3 separate regions of the Zea mays genome follow, and regions 1 and 2 are each linked to region 3. A link is a contact called in public Hi-C and HiChIP or PLAC-seq data. All regions are on one chromosome and are shown on one strand. The core of a region is the stretch at or near the end of the contact, and the rest is flanking DNA. Distances in the headings are between cores, read along the strand shown.

Region 1 (4,652 bases), core at 407-2,906, 160 kb after region 3:
TCATGATTTTCTGATTTTGTTTGTGTTTTATACAATTTTTAAACAACTGGATGGCAAGTTCACGACCATGTTGAGTGAGCATGGTGCTCGAAGTTTCTGGTCCGCTCCTGAAATCGGTCGTAACTTGTGCTAAGTAGCATGGATATCATTTTCGCATGCACGGTTTTCCAAGTTTTAAATTTTAGTGTGGTATCTGATTACGGTTGGACTAAAACAAACATGATTTAACGTTATCAGTTACCCATTACGTTACAAATACGTGAACCAAACGGCACCCTAAATAGCATCTAAGGTTTTGGGTTCTCTGCGTGACAACAAATATTCTACTCCCTCTGCCCCAATTTTGTAATTTGTTTGACTTTTTTACCAAGTTTGACTGACTCGTCTATTCATTTTTATGAAAAATAAAAAATTCAAAATCATACTTAAAGCATATTATATGCTAAATGATATCACAATAAAGTTAATAATAATAATGAATTTTGTTGAATGAGACGAGCTGGTCGAACTTGATGTAAAAAAGTCAAACTAATTATAAATTGGAAGGGGAGAGTAGGATTTATCAGCTTTGTATTTTTAGGGTAGATGAATTTATGAGAGCATCTTCAAGAGACTAGCTAAATGGCTCGTCAAGCTAAATTTTGGCCACTCAACAGCAAAATAACTCTCCAACAGACTAGTCATCTAACTTGTCAATCTATCCGACTCTCCAAATTGGCTCCTTCACTAGCCAAACTTGGCTAACCGTTCTGAATAGTTAAACTAGATAGATAGTCGAGTAGAGTGAGATACTACATATAGAGTGTAATTTTTATGGAAAGGTAAATAAAGATTAAAATAGAGAAAAAAATGAAGATTGTCATGAAGCTGCTGTGATGTTCTTGTGGACAGCGATCCTCAACAGCGTGGTGCTTGTGACAACTTTAATTTATCAATCTTATCTCGAGGATTTTGTGGTCCAGTCTTTAAAGGTGATGATAGGAGTAGAGTTTATGTGCCTGTATTCATAAGGGCATGTGCATTGTTAACATCTACGTTGTACTGTGTAATCTCAAAAAAGAAATCTCTTTATTGCGCCTTCACCTGAGTTCTGGTCAAGCTCACCACTTCAATAAACTCACAAAACAATGCTGGCTTGATTACTTGTGAACAATTAATCCTAGCCTTTTATTTTATCTTCTCAGCCAGTAAACTAATAGGGTGACCGGATTCTATGCAGCTGTTTTTTATTAAAAAAATAAAATCATATTGGCATGAGCATGTGAGCATAATGCAAGTGAGGACTGAAGAGACCAGTGACCACATACCCATAATAATAAATCAATTAAAAGAAGAGGGGGGCCATCTTATAAAGGCAGGGCACAGGGGGTGGGGAGCAAGGGGGGAAAAGAGGATGAACAGTAGATGGCATAAATGGCTCTGGATCCACCCATCGGCAGGTAGCTAGCGAGCGGGTGGCACTCGTTCGTCACTTAACTCATGTTCCTGCTGCTGCTACATATCCTCTCCCGCCACAGGCATCATGGACTGCAATGCGATTTATGGGCGACGGCCGGATCGAAAGGCATTCATTCACTCAACCATTCACTTTGCTTCTGGTCCATGCATGCATGTCTGCATACACTGATGCACACACACACACACACGAGGCCTAGCTAGCAGCCAGCCTAGTCTAGGCTAGCCGTGTAGCTAGGGGGAGCAGCACGTCCGAACGATGGCTGCCTCGGTTCAGACAAACTGTTGCGTTTCGCCTGCTGGTCTCTAGCCACCACGTGATCCTGAGCGGATTCAATGCTGAGAACCAGCCACGGCCATGCATCACTCAATGCTAGCTAGCTTCATGTTGCTTCATTACGCGCACAAAACAACCGGTGGATCGGAGATGGTGTTGCATCATGAATATGCATACGTACATGATCTGACATTATATATATATATATATATATATATATATATATATATATATATATATATATATATATATATATATATATATATATATATATATTGTGCATGCTATGGAATAATGTAACATCCTGATTTTTTATTTAGCAAAATTCTTTTAAATAAACCGTGCGTAGAAAACCATGTTGATGCATTCGTACTCCTCTCTTACATCGTGTTTTTGGTTAAAACAATATTTAAAAATTCACCCAATATGTTTATCTAACTCTATGGATTTTTCTAATATTTTCAGACACATTTCCTTTTTTTTTCTATGTCAAGGTTTTCATGTTGGATGTTCATCGCAATCTTTCCTTGATCCGCAACCATTTTATTTGGATGCGTTAAAAAATTTCCTAGATTTTTTGAATCTTTCAAGTCTTTTCCAAGGATCAAAACAATTTTTAGAAATTATTTTAACACATAAAATGGTATTCTAAGACTGGACAAAAAGGCTAATCCTAATCTAACTTGGCCCCAAAACCACCATATATATACTCATCACGACCAGCTCGAGGAGCTAGCTTGTTCCGAGACATCATCCTTTTCACTAGGATCTAAACATAGCCATCACAGAACGTCAAAATAGCTCTCCTCTAACCTCGACAATGAGTTGTTCGACATCGGTCGATCTATATCCAGCTCCATTAACACTATAGGAAAACTGGATACAAACCGTATTAAATTAACCACTTCCAACTGTTTAAGGATTGAACCGTCTAAAGTTAGCCCGTCGAAAATTAAATACCTTCCAAAGGTTTCCCGACCAAACCGTTGGAAACTAAATAATTTCCTATGGCTAAACCAACAGTCGGAAGTTAAGTTGGTTCAGCCGCCGCCTGAGTGGATAGTCTAACGACGTCAATATATTTCCAAGGCTGTGCTAGCCATTGCATTACAGGAAAACGATTAAAGAACATCGGTCAGGAACCAATGTTCTTAATCTAATATGCCGACATACTTAATTTAAATATGTCGTCTTACCAATTTACTTAGCTTACGAACTGTTGGGGGCCTTCGGCTTCCGAAGGTCCTCAAAAACATGATTTGACAATGTTTTCCAAGTATGCGAGCATGTATCTTCGGAATCAGGTTGCGGGTATACAAAAGCATGGTCAAGACGAAGCTTGACTGAAATGGAAGACGATCATGACGAAGGATGAAACGATTACGAAGCTATGTGCAGAAGAGCTTCGGCATGACAGCAGAAAAGGGAAACCGACTTAAAGATGAAAAGCCAAATTAGACCTCGAATAATTACTATAGAGTTATTGATAAAAGTAAAGGGCATTAATGTAATTTTACACGGGCTACGTCCCGTGCCTATAAATAGATGAACAGTACTCCTGTACTGTTCACGCTGACTTGGCATTAGCATCACGCTTGTACCCTTACTTTCCTTTAAGCCGAAGGTACATTTGTGATTTGTTGTTGTCTATATAAGTAGAATAAATATGAATAAATTAGTAATAATGTTCAAAGTAATCATGTTATTTTCTGTGTTTTATGTATAAATTTCTCTTATCTTTTATTATGATTATGAAGGTGTGACCTTCATAACCTTCGTCTGAAAGCCATTATATTCAAAGGGAAATAATGCTTCGAAGGACGAAGGGCTTTGATATCTAACATTTTATGTTGCCTTGTTCTTAATTCATAGCATTTGAGAACAAGTCCCCAACATTGGCGCCCACCTCCGGTGAACTCACTTCCATTTCTTAAGCTTTGATCATCTTCGGCAAGCATCACCTTCGTCATGCCACCGAAAAAAGCTTCAGCGACAGGGGCTGCCACTCTGCAGCCGCTGGACCCCAATCAGGACGTCCTTTCTCTTAGGGAGGCCCGAAGCCAGAAGAGAAAGGCCACCATTCCAACGCCTCCGGAGGACGACTTGGACCAGGAAATCCAAAACCTGGAGATGCTCCATCAACAGGTGCAACGAAAGAAGAAGATGGCTCGTCTAGCTGACCTTCAGAGGCAGATAGATGAAGCTTCGGAAGAGGTTCGTCATCTTGCTCAGGATGACCAGAACCGAAGGCCTCCACGCAGAGAGCTTCATTAGGAGGGCTTCTACAATGAGGACGACTGGTATGAAGATTTCCATCATGGAAATTTTGCTTTTGATGATGCTTCTCCTCTATCAACAGAATTGCAGGCTACACCATGGCCCCAGTCTTACAAGCCACCCCAGCTCCCCATGTACGACGGTCATTCAGACCCGAAGCAATTCTTGATGAGCTATGAAGCAACCATATCTTCGTATGGTGGCAATACTGCAGTCATGGCAAAGTATTTTGTCATGGCCGTCAAGAGTGTCGCTCAAACCTGGTACTCCTCTCTTCGGCCAGGGACAATCACCTCATGGCAGAAGCTGAAGGATATGTTGATAACCATCTTTCAAGGGTTTCAGACGAAGCCAGTTACTGCTCAAGCTTTATTCCAGTGTACCCAGGACCACGAAGAATACCTTCAGGCGTATGTCCGAAGGTTTCTGCGTCTGAGGGCACAGGCGCCAACAGTGCCCAATGAAATTGTCATTGAGGCCATGATTAAGGGACTTCGGCCGGGACCTTCAGCGCAATACTTTGCCAGGAAGCCACCACAAACTTTGGAGAAGCTGCTCCAGAAGATGGACGAGTATATCCGAGCTGACAATGACTTCCGCCAAAGAAGGGAGGAGGCATTCAGGTTCTCTGAAATGACCAGGG
Region 2 (4,455 bases), core at 1,076-3,575, 230 kb after region 3:
TGATGATCACATCATGTTTAATAATGCTCATGAGGTTGTGATTACTAATGTAAATTCTTATTGACCTCATAAATGAACATGTGTTCAATTTGAAAATATATTACCATTGCTAACCTATGTTGCTCCCAAGTAAGCCAATGTCCGATTGAGCAACAAATTTCAGTTTTAAAAGAAAATAAGCTCATGGAAGAAGTCAGAAGGCTTAGAAGGAACATGAAGAAACTAAGGAGAAAGTGTTATGCTTGACCTCCTCAGATAACCATGGACGCACGGTGAAGAAGCTTGAGAAGGGAGAAACAATAACATACACCAAGCTCCATCTAGAGAAGAAATTTCCTGGAGCAACGAATCAAACTAACAACATGAGCAAGGATTAAGGTAACTATTCAAGTGTTCATGTTTATTGCGCTATCAATGTCTCCTTGTCCTCCAAGAGTAGAAAGAGGAGAAAAGACATGAGATGCTTTAGATGCAAAGATAAGGGCTACACGATTGCTTCATGTCCTCACATGGAGAATAAGATCCATGTATCACTAAAGATGATCATCGCGCACAAGGAAGAGCAACAAGAAGCAAATGCTGCACAAGACTGAACATTGCATTTTCTACAATTGCCATGAACTAGGTCATCTTAAAAAGGTTTGTACTAAGGGTAAAATTCCTAAGCCTAGCAAGTTCATTCATTCTTATTCGCTTAGGAAATCCAAATATTACACTTGTGCTAGAACGGTTATTAGTTCAGCCAAGTTTAGCACAAATGTTATTTGGGTATCCAAAGCCTTATTGGCTAATCTTGATGGACCCATCTCAAGATGGGTACCAAAATGTGCAAACTAGTCTTAACAGGAACATGGAGATGAATCGAAGGCTTTGGGATGCTTGAGCAGTTAAATCAAATTCTAAACTCAAGTTATTAATCTTACAATTGTCTATTACTTATGATTGACACAAAGATGAATTGTCATATCATGAACTTCATATTCATCTTGAGTTAAGTTGTGTTGTAGGATCAAAGATCTCAATAATGGTGAATTAAGATCAAAACCTACAAAATGCTAAATTCTAAAGGACGGTAACATATAATCTTAAGTGTTCATTTCTTTCAATTGGTATAACCCTTGTGTCTTGAGTAGTCACATAGGAAAATTTGAAGCAGTTGAGAATGTTCTTTAAATGTTTTGCCTTCTTTTGGAAAGATCCATCTTATTATAGATTGTGTATGCTTTAATTCGTCTGTTGTTGCAATCCACATTCTATTCATGCCATAGTGTTATTTCTATCATTTAGTCTGTCGTTTGGTATATCGTTTTTACGATTGCCTAGACATAAAGAGAATGATCCCAAGCTCTTAATGGAATAAAGTGCTTCGCATGAAATTCAAATTTTTAAAGCACTCATTAATGGAACTCTCTTTATGACTAGGATGGGTTTCGTTGGGCCTCCTTTGGGCTCAACTGGATTTTTTTTATTCTGAAAACCTTTATCATTGCCAGATTAAAACCGGATGCTACCTGTGATGAGCATTCTATAGTCGTATAGTAGTCTCGTTTTGAGTTGCTAATAGTCCTAGTCAATGAACAATGATCTCTCCCTCCGTGCGTCTCAAATTTGGGTCTTGTTGTGCTGTTGTTTTGTATGTATAATCCTATGATATGTACAAAATTTGAGTAAGGGATAAAAGAATATGTTTTCGGGAGTTTCGTAGCCACCGCATGCTAGGCCCATACATATTACTCTGGTACACATTATTTGTGCAATAACCAGGAGGTTGTTCGGAGTATTTTTAATTGGTTATATAGACAACATGGTAGCTACACTACACTACACCTTATCACACCCTGAAAGCTATCACCTAGCTAGTGACTGATCGGATCATATCACACATGCATGATGCACAAAGGATCCAGCCAAACACATGCATGGTATCCATCCACAATGGGCCAGCACACAGGTGGATGAGTGGGGCCGTGGGAGTTTGCTAGTAAAGGTGAAGCAAGACTAGATGGGGAGGTTGGAGGAATTTAAACTCCCATTGCCCTAGTCTTTTCAGCCAGCCTTTCATCAATTTGGTAGTAATCTTTTTCGATGATGGGGCCGGGAGCAGGAGAGGTGCGATGGAAAGAGCTTGTGGCTAGCCGCTGCTGTTGTTCTTTCTGTGCTGCCGCGCGCTGCTGCTGCTAGCTACGGAGTACTCCTAGGCTAGCTAGTTAGGTAGGAGGAACGCAGCAAGCAAAGAATATAATCTCATTCCCATGCGTTCCGTCCAGCCCATAGGCAAAGCCATCTCCTAGCTCCTCCTCCCGTCCAATCAGAAGGAAGCACGTGGGCAGGACACGACCAGGCTTTCCCGTTCCATCCTATCTGAACACGAAATCCAAGCTATAGGTAATACAGTAGTGTAGCTAGCAACCGCTTTTGTGTCACATGCATGGATGGCCGCCTTTCCAATAGATCTGCATGGTAGAGCATGGGTGTGGCATGGCATGGATCAGGGATCAGGGTCACCCCCACCGAAGGCATTGCTTGCTATATGCTAATAGGCAGTATACATGCTTTTGATGTTGACAGGGGACGGTGGTGCCAATGACATAAAGTGATTGCCATGTTTATTCCCAAACGACACTTTTAGCCTTTTACCAAAAGAGCTTTAAGAGATAGATTCGCTAGATAATATGCCGGTCCTGTCCTCGGAGTTGTCGGTAGGCGTCAAGTCAACAGAAGAAATACTCTAAGGATGTTATGTTTCAGATGGCTCTCCCCCTTCACGTTTTTTTAACCAAATAGGCTCAGCTCCACGTAAGTCTGCTTTAAAAAAGAGTAGAGTCAAGAGAGAGCATCCAAACTTTTAGTTTTTTTTAGCTAATCTATGATAGAGTTTGTGGAGCTAAGGTTAGTCATGTTTGACTAGCTTAGTTGTTGTGTGTTTGGCTTATAACCATAGTTGTGGCAAGGTTTTTCACCTTTTGCATAAATTCCACCGGTCAATGACTTGTAAAAATGTGGCAAGATTTCCTTTGACATTGCCAAGATGTGGTCGACAATTTGTGCGCCTAACCTTAGGCAAATGTGGAACAAAAAATATATAGCAATCTGTGGCACACCTTAGACATACAACCAAACACGCCAAGTCTCTAGCTATGGTTTCAGGCCAAGGATATAAAAGCGATTGAAGAGCTTCGATCTTTGTTCATTGAATCCTCATCGGACTACTTTGACTATCCATAGTTGAATCAAAAGTACATGGTGCTGAAGGTGATAGAAGCAAAGATTCGGCTGCGACGGCGAAAACCTTCCTCTACAAGTGATGCCTAAAAGGAGCCTCAGCTAAGAAAAGATGTGCATGCAGGCCTGTATGATGAAAATGTCATAAATTCACATCTCCAAGTATGGAGCTCTACTACATAAGCGAGAGGGGTAAAAAATTGTAATTTCATGGGAGGTTGTATAGGAGCTCGATCATGTAAATAGTTTACAATATAACTACCAAAACGGATCGGACCTTAATTTGACAGAATTTGTGCTTGTGGTTGTCCTCATGCCGTCGCGAGAGCTATCAGAGGCATAATTTATAATTCCAAAATTTATGTTTGTGATGGTTAATGTCTTTTATTTTTCTGTGTGCTCATGGTTCACATTTACTTATATTGTATGCTTCTTGTTGGAACTGTTACTTGATTTAAAAGTCGTAATAACCTCGCTCGAAGATGTCTGAATGATTATGCTTGTAAATGAAGAATGACATTCATCAATCATCAATGGATACATGGATAACGATTAGTCCGTTTCATTTTACCGGCCTCCTCTCCTCCTTTCGAAATATGAAAGGAGCAGATAATATATCGACATAATCATGTGTTGTGCTATTGTTGTTCTTTTGGAATTACTAATAGGTCTCCAACGACCTTCTTAGCAACTGATTTAATGAATAAGGTGTGTACCTCTTAGTTTCAAACGTCCATCCATATTATTCGCTAGAACTAAACAACCCCCATATGAGTGTGTGTGGGTGTTTGTTAAATATGTGGGCACTGCACAGATAGATTCCGAGCGGCCATAGATGGAGACCACAGGAAATAGGTCCATAGGACATCCGGTGTGTGTGTGCAGGGGTGGTCAAAAGGCATCGACATTAGGAATAGTAACAGTGTCACAGTAAAATAACGTTGCCCAAGATGGGGATGGCAAGGGAGGCCAGCGCTGAAAGAAGACACAGAGCGAGAGGCGCGGACAGACGGACGGACGACTCTCTCTGCTCTCTCTCTCGGGAGGAGAGGTGACAAAGAGGGACCGGAGAGAGACAGGCAATCGCATTGAAGCTGCTGGCAGTCGTCCACAGAGTATTTTACTGCTTTCCTCGACTATGACTTCTCTTTGTCAGACGAATTGCTGCAGCCTGGACGTGGTGCCTGCTGCTCAAGGAGATGGAGAGAGAAAGGACGGAGAAGAAGAAGAGAG
Region 3 (4,809 bases), core at 434-2,933:
CATGGAAATACTATGATGCCCTCTCTCTCTCTCTCTCCTCTGGCCATGGTTCTTTCTGAAGCTGTGACTAGTGCTTTGGGCCGTGCGCGCACACACCTACACACACATACGCTAACTAGGCGCGGATGCACATACACTGCATTATTGTGTAATGATGACTACTTTTGCCCTCTTTCTCTCTCATCCACACACATCCCCACACCCATGCATCTCTCTCCTCCGCCAGGAATGGCAGTTTCTTGGCTACGAACGAGGCCCCGCCCATCGGACCGTTTCATTCACCGTCTGGAGTTACTGCATTGGCGTTCTTGTCTGACCCAAACAAGAGAAGAAAAAAGAAAGGAAGAATGGCGCGAGGAGGGAGGCGAAGGAAATCACAAGGCTCTCCTGCGAATGCGATGATGGAGGTGAATTCGTTCGGAGCCCAGAGTTTCGGAGATGGTTGGTTGGCAATGGCCGAAGTGCTAGCGCGCGTACCTGGAGATGGCTCTTGACGTGGGCTAGGGTCAGATCCTTCACGTCCATGAGCTCCAGCACCGACTTGGGCGTAGCCCCTGCAGGCGAGGGAGAGGGAGATATATTTATTTTGAGAACAGGGATCGGAGGACGGGGATCGGAGGTGTAATTCAGCCGTGGTTGCTGTTGTTCGGGGGCCGGGGGGCACGCACTCTCGTGGCCTCCGAGGAGCTCGACGGCGTGGACGAAGCGGGCGTGGAGCGTGCTCGTCCACCGCATGCGCGGCGCGCGCATGCTGCGCTTGGCGGGGAGCTTGGGCATGAACCGGGAGCCCAGGCCGAACGGCTGCGCGCCGTGGAGGTGGTGGTGGTGGTGGTGGTGCCCGCCGACGATGCCGCCCAGTCCGCCGACGCCGCCAGCGCCGTAGCCGCGGAGGGTGTCGGTGAGCATGCCGTTGAGCCGGCCCGATGCCGACAGCATCCGGTGGTGGTGATGCGCGGCCGGGGACAGGAACGCCGCCGACGCTGGGTCCAGCAGCGGGGACGGCGGCGTGCCCGGCGCGAGCGGCGACGGCGACGGCGACGTGGAGCCGAGCGACGAGGGCCACGTGCTCGGGTGGTACGAGCCGTAGAACCCGAGCTTCTGCTGCTGCTGGTGGTGGTGGAGGGGGGCGCCGTCGGCCCCGGAGGCCGGCGGAAGGAACGGGAAGCCCCCCGGGCCGTTGTAGATAGGTATCCCTCGGATTGGCAGCGCCACCGACGCTCCCCCTCCTGCGCCGGCGCCGGCGCCTAGCCCGCCCCCGCCGTCCAGCGGCTGAAGCATCGGCATGGCGGGCATCAGCGTGGCGCCCGCCGACGTGGTGGCCGCGGAGGACGCGGCCGCCGCCGACGGCCGGTGTCGCCACGGCAGCGCGTCCGCGTGCTCCTGCTCGACCGGCGGCGACAGGGACAGCTCCGTGGACGCTGTGGACCCGTTCAGCCTCCGCCACGGGTCTCCCCCGGCGCCTCCTCCTCCTCCCGTTCCTCCCCCCACGGCGGCGCGCCTGCCGGACGGGCCGGACCCCGCCGCGCTGCTAGGCAGGCTGATGTGCAGCGACAGGTCCGGCGACGCGGCCGAGCTCGCCTCCATCGCCCGCCGTCTACCTTCGGCTGACGCCCCTCTCTCCTGATCGCACGACGCTTGCAGTTCCCACCCCGCGGTCTCTCCTCTCTTCATGCCCGGCTAGCTTGGAGGAGGGCTCATGCGATTGATGGATATATACAAGAGGAGGAAGAGAAGGTTCTTGGTGTTGTGTGGAAGAGGGGGGGGCTCTCTTCTCTCGTTTGTGCTTCTGCTTTGGCCTTGGTGGGTGTCTGTGTCTCCAGTACTGGAGTTACTCTCTCCTCTCTTTCTCTCTCTTGTCAAGAAGATGACTGTGAGAGGCAACCAGGGATGAACTGGTCTCTTGTGCTGTTCCTCCTTATTGCTACTAGTATCATAAAAAGTTAGAGAGAGAGAGAGAGAGAGGGAAATAAAGGAGGAGGTAGCTAGGAAGCAAAGAAGGGGGGAAAAGAGAGAGAGAATATGAGATTATCTTGTTGTTAAGGAGGGGCAGGCATCACCATGTATGAGAAAATGACACTTAGGAGGCCATTGGAGTCAAAGGAACCATTGCTTTTGTCTCCACACCTGCATCTGGCCTCCTCACACAATAAAGACTGGACTGATAATTGTATACTATAGAAAAAAAATCGTACCTCCTGGAATTAAAAATCTGTGTTCATGTCCATGTAGGTATGTGTACTACTCCTGCTCCATATTGATATTGTAGGAGAAGACTGCATCTGATTTTTTTTCCCCTGTTTTGTTTTGCATGAGACGACTGACTGATGATGATCTGATTATTTTTTGGGGGACGAAAAGGCTGTCTGAGCTCGTGCGCCTGCTGGGATGCTTTATTTTTCCCCCCACGCCCCAGGGCTTGGGTTCCCCTTCCTCTTTCTCTCCCCACCCCTTGCTCTGTGGAGCAGTGCACCCTTTTTTTATGGGGGAGGGGCGGCCGGCCGGCCGGCCGGGGGTCGGGGGAGGACTGGAGGAGCAAGGCAAGGCAGGCAGACTTCTTCTCTCCCCAGTACTGCTTTCAGATTGGATGTATGTGTGTGTGTTGCAGTGGAGGGGAGAGGAGGAGAGCTCTAGGCCGGGCTCTCAGGCTCTTCAGTGACCAGCAGGTCCACATTCTGCAGTCACACCACCCGGCCTCTCTCATCAATTTGCAGTGCAGTCCCATAGTAAGCGAGTACTTTGTGTTTGTGCAAAGCGGTGAGTTTCCTGCCAGCTGCATGTGTCAAGGTGTGTGTGTGTGCTCCTGTCCTGGCTTCCCCCCTTCCTGTGTCCTGCTGCATGCTGCCCTGGCTGCCTGCCTTTTTCACTCGACGCATCGTCCTCTGCACGCTCTTTGCCACCACCACCACCACCCACGTCGACCTTTCTTCTTTCACGCTCGATACAACGCAATGCCGTTAAACCACTGCATCATCAAACAAAAATGCTTACACAAGCGGGTTTTGTGGGCATCGACCGTGGTGGTTGGAGAGAAGAATGTGTTTACGTTCCTCTACTTATTAAATGTAGTAGTAGTAGTAGTCAATAAATGCAACAGTTAGATCGTCCTTGTGATGTTGTGTGTGGCAAGTTTCGTGTTTGAACAAAAAGTGAGGTCACATGCGTGACGATGCTTCTGCTAGTAATACAGCATATTTAGTTTTCATTGCAACAAAAACGGGTACCTTGATATTCATGACATCTTTTGTCGCTTGCCAGTGAATTGCTTTAACCGCCACCTCTCTTTGTAGTTTTATCCCACGAAGAATTTGTATATTGTGAACGGATGCCTTGACATTCATAACCATTATGTCACTCTTGTTAATCAGTTTCTTCTATTGATATACTGTTGGATACCTTGTCATTCAAGATTTGTTCTCACTCATAACCAAAGTTGTGGGATTGTGGCCGAGGGCGGAGCTAGGATTTCGATTTAGGGGTGGGGGGGGGGGCGACAATACGATACGATAGTGCGTGTATATATTAGATATTCTATTTGTCACCTCAGGTGATAGACCGAGTGCTCTATGACCCACACCCAGTGGTGTGGTCGGTCCAATAGATTCGTCGGTCGGATACATTCGAACGGATTCAGATATATCACCCTAGTCGTTGAAAACCAGCGCTACCATATATACACACACTGACTCGATAAAGGCATATATGATAATCAAATTAACATTAGTTTTACGATGTGAAGGCAATCTAAAAATCTAAAATGATACAAAAAGTCACATAGAAAAGAGGGGGGGGGGATGGTTTGCATTGAGTCTTTCACCTTCTTTAGACATTCTATTTTATATGAAAAAATCATGGTACTAACATAAATGAAGGAGAAGGGAGGATATAAAACAATCCTAAAAATATATAACCACTCCACCATTCTGATTCATACAAAAAATAACAATGATAACATAAATGAAAGAGAGATGGAAGATAAGGGAAAATAAACATAAATATATAAATGATACTAGAGATTAATAGAGGGAATAAATAACAAGACATACACTAATTTAAATAACCCTCTAACATCTAACCAATCAATTTTATTTAAGTATCAATACAAACTAAGAAACAATAACAAGAATATGACATAAACATTAATCTAGGTGTATAAAGGCTATTAAAGATCATATAAATAATTACTAATTAGAACTAATTTTATATTTTCCTTGATTAACAGGACTATGTCATTTGACGACGGTTTATGGCACAACCTTTTAACATGTCATATCTATAAGCTACAATGCATTTTTTGATATTTACTAAATTGCATCTAAGTCTCAAATGAGTTATAATATATATATATACCATTAAAAGTTTTCATGAAAATGGTATACATAAATATATATTCTTATATCACAAGCATATAAAGAACAAAGGCAAGATACTTTGAGGGTCATGCTTAGGTCGGCACAATATGAAGACATGTTATTGTGTCATTGGACATGTTTGTGTCAAAGTAAAGACTTATCATGTCGTACTGACACGACCTAATGTGCTTCGTGTGCCTAGAGGCGACCACCCAAATCAGCACAAAGCACAAGAGACGCCCTAGTCCCACCACTACTCATTAAGGGCACTCCAACCTAGAAACTACCTAGAGTAGTTGGCTACCTATGTTCATTAATTAGGGTACCACCTAGTCAAAAAACAATGATGTCATTGAAATTATAACCCGTCTCAGTGAGAGTTTGGTATATAAGTTTCATTTGCATTTAATAAGTTGCCACATAAACATTTTATGACATGAAAATGCCTTTAAGAAGCAAG

The links. Hi-C and Micro-C count contacts between places; a contact is called where the count stands out from the background. HiChIP or PLAC-seq counts read pairs in DNA pulled down with a chosen protein or histone mark.
Region 1: a Hi-C map of tassel shows a contact between it and region 3, with 2.0 times the contacts expected there. The contact joins the enhancer-like site here to the promoter of LOC100280930 in region 3. A contact is called at or near these places in 3 of 25 Hi-C or Micro-C datasets (ear, leaf and tassel).
Region 2: a contact with region 3 is called in an H3K4me3 HiChIP or PLAC-seq map of leaf, with 9 times the contacts expected there. The contact joins the enhancer-like site here to the promoter of LOC100280930 in region 3. A contact is called at or near these places in 11 of 25 Hi-C or Micro-C datasets (bundle sheath, ear, endosperm and 4 more) and 1 of 3 datasets of contacts at active chromatin or transcription factors (leaf).

What each region holds. Positions count from the first base shown.
Region 1 is chr7:112,079,510-112,084,161 of Zm-B73-REFERENCE-NAM-5.0, forward strand. No RefSeq gene overlaps it. Among protein-coding and RNA genes, the nearest start is that of LOC100280930, 160 kb to the left of the region's middle. Within about 2 kb of position 1,657, at least 8 of the 20 cell types and tissues checked have an H3K27ac peak or open chromatin away from gene starts, as enhancers often do. A contact at or near this core is called in ear and tassel, where this site is marked.
Region 2 is chr7:112,147,891-112,152,345 of Zm-B73-REFERENCE-NAM-5.0, forward strand. No RefSeq gene overlaps it. Among protein-coding and RNA genes, the nearest start is that of LOC103632712, 100 kb to the right of the region's middle. Within about 2 kb of position 2,326, at least 15 of the 20 cell types and tissues checked have an H3K27ac peak or open chromatin away from gene starts, as enhancers often do. A contact at or near this core is called in bundle sheath, ear, endosperm and 3 more, where this site is marked.
Region 3 is chr7:111,916,563-111,921,371 of Zm-B73-REFERENCE-NAM-5.0, forward strand. It overlaps LOC100280930, which reads right to left and starts at 1,684. Exons shown (of 6, transcript NM_001366637.1): 1 at 669-1,684; 2 at 478-554. The coding sequence starts at 1,671.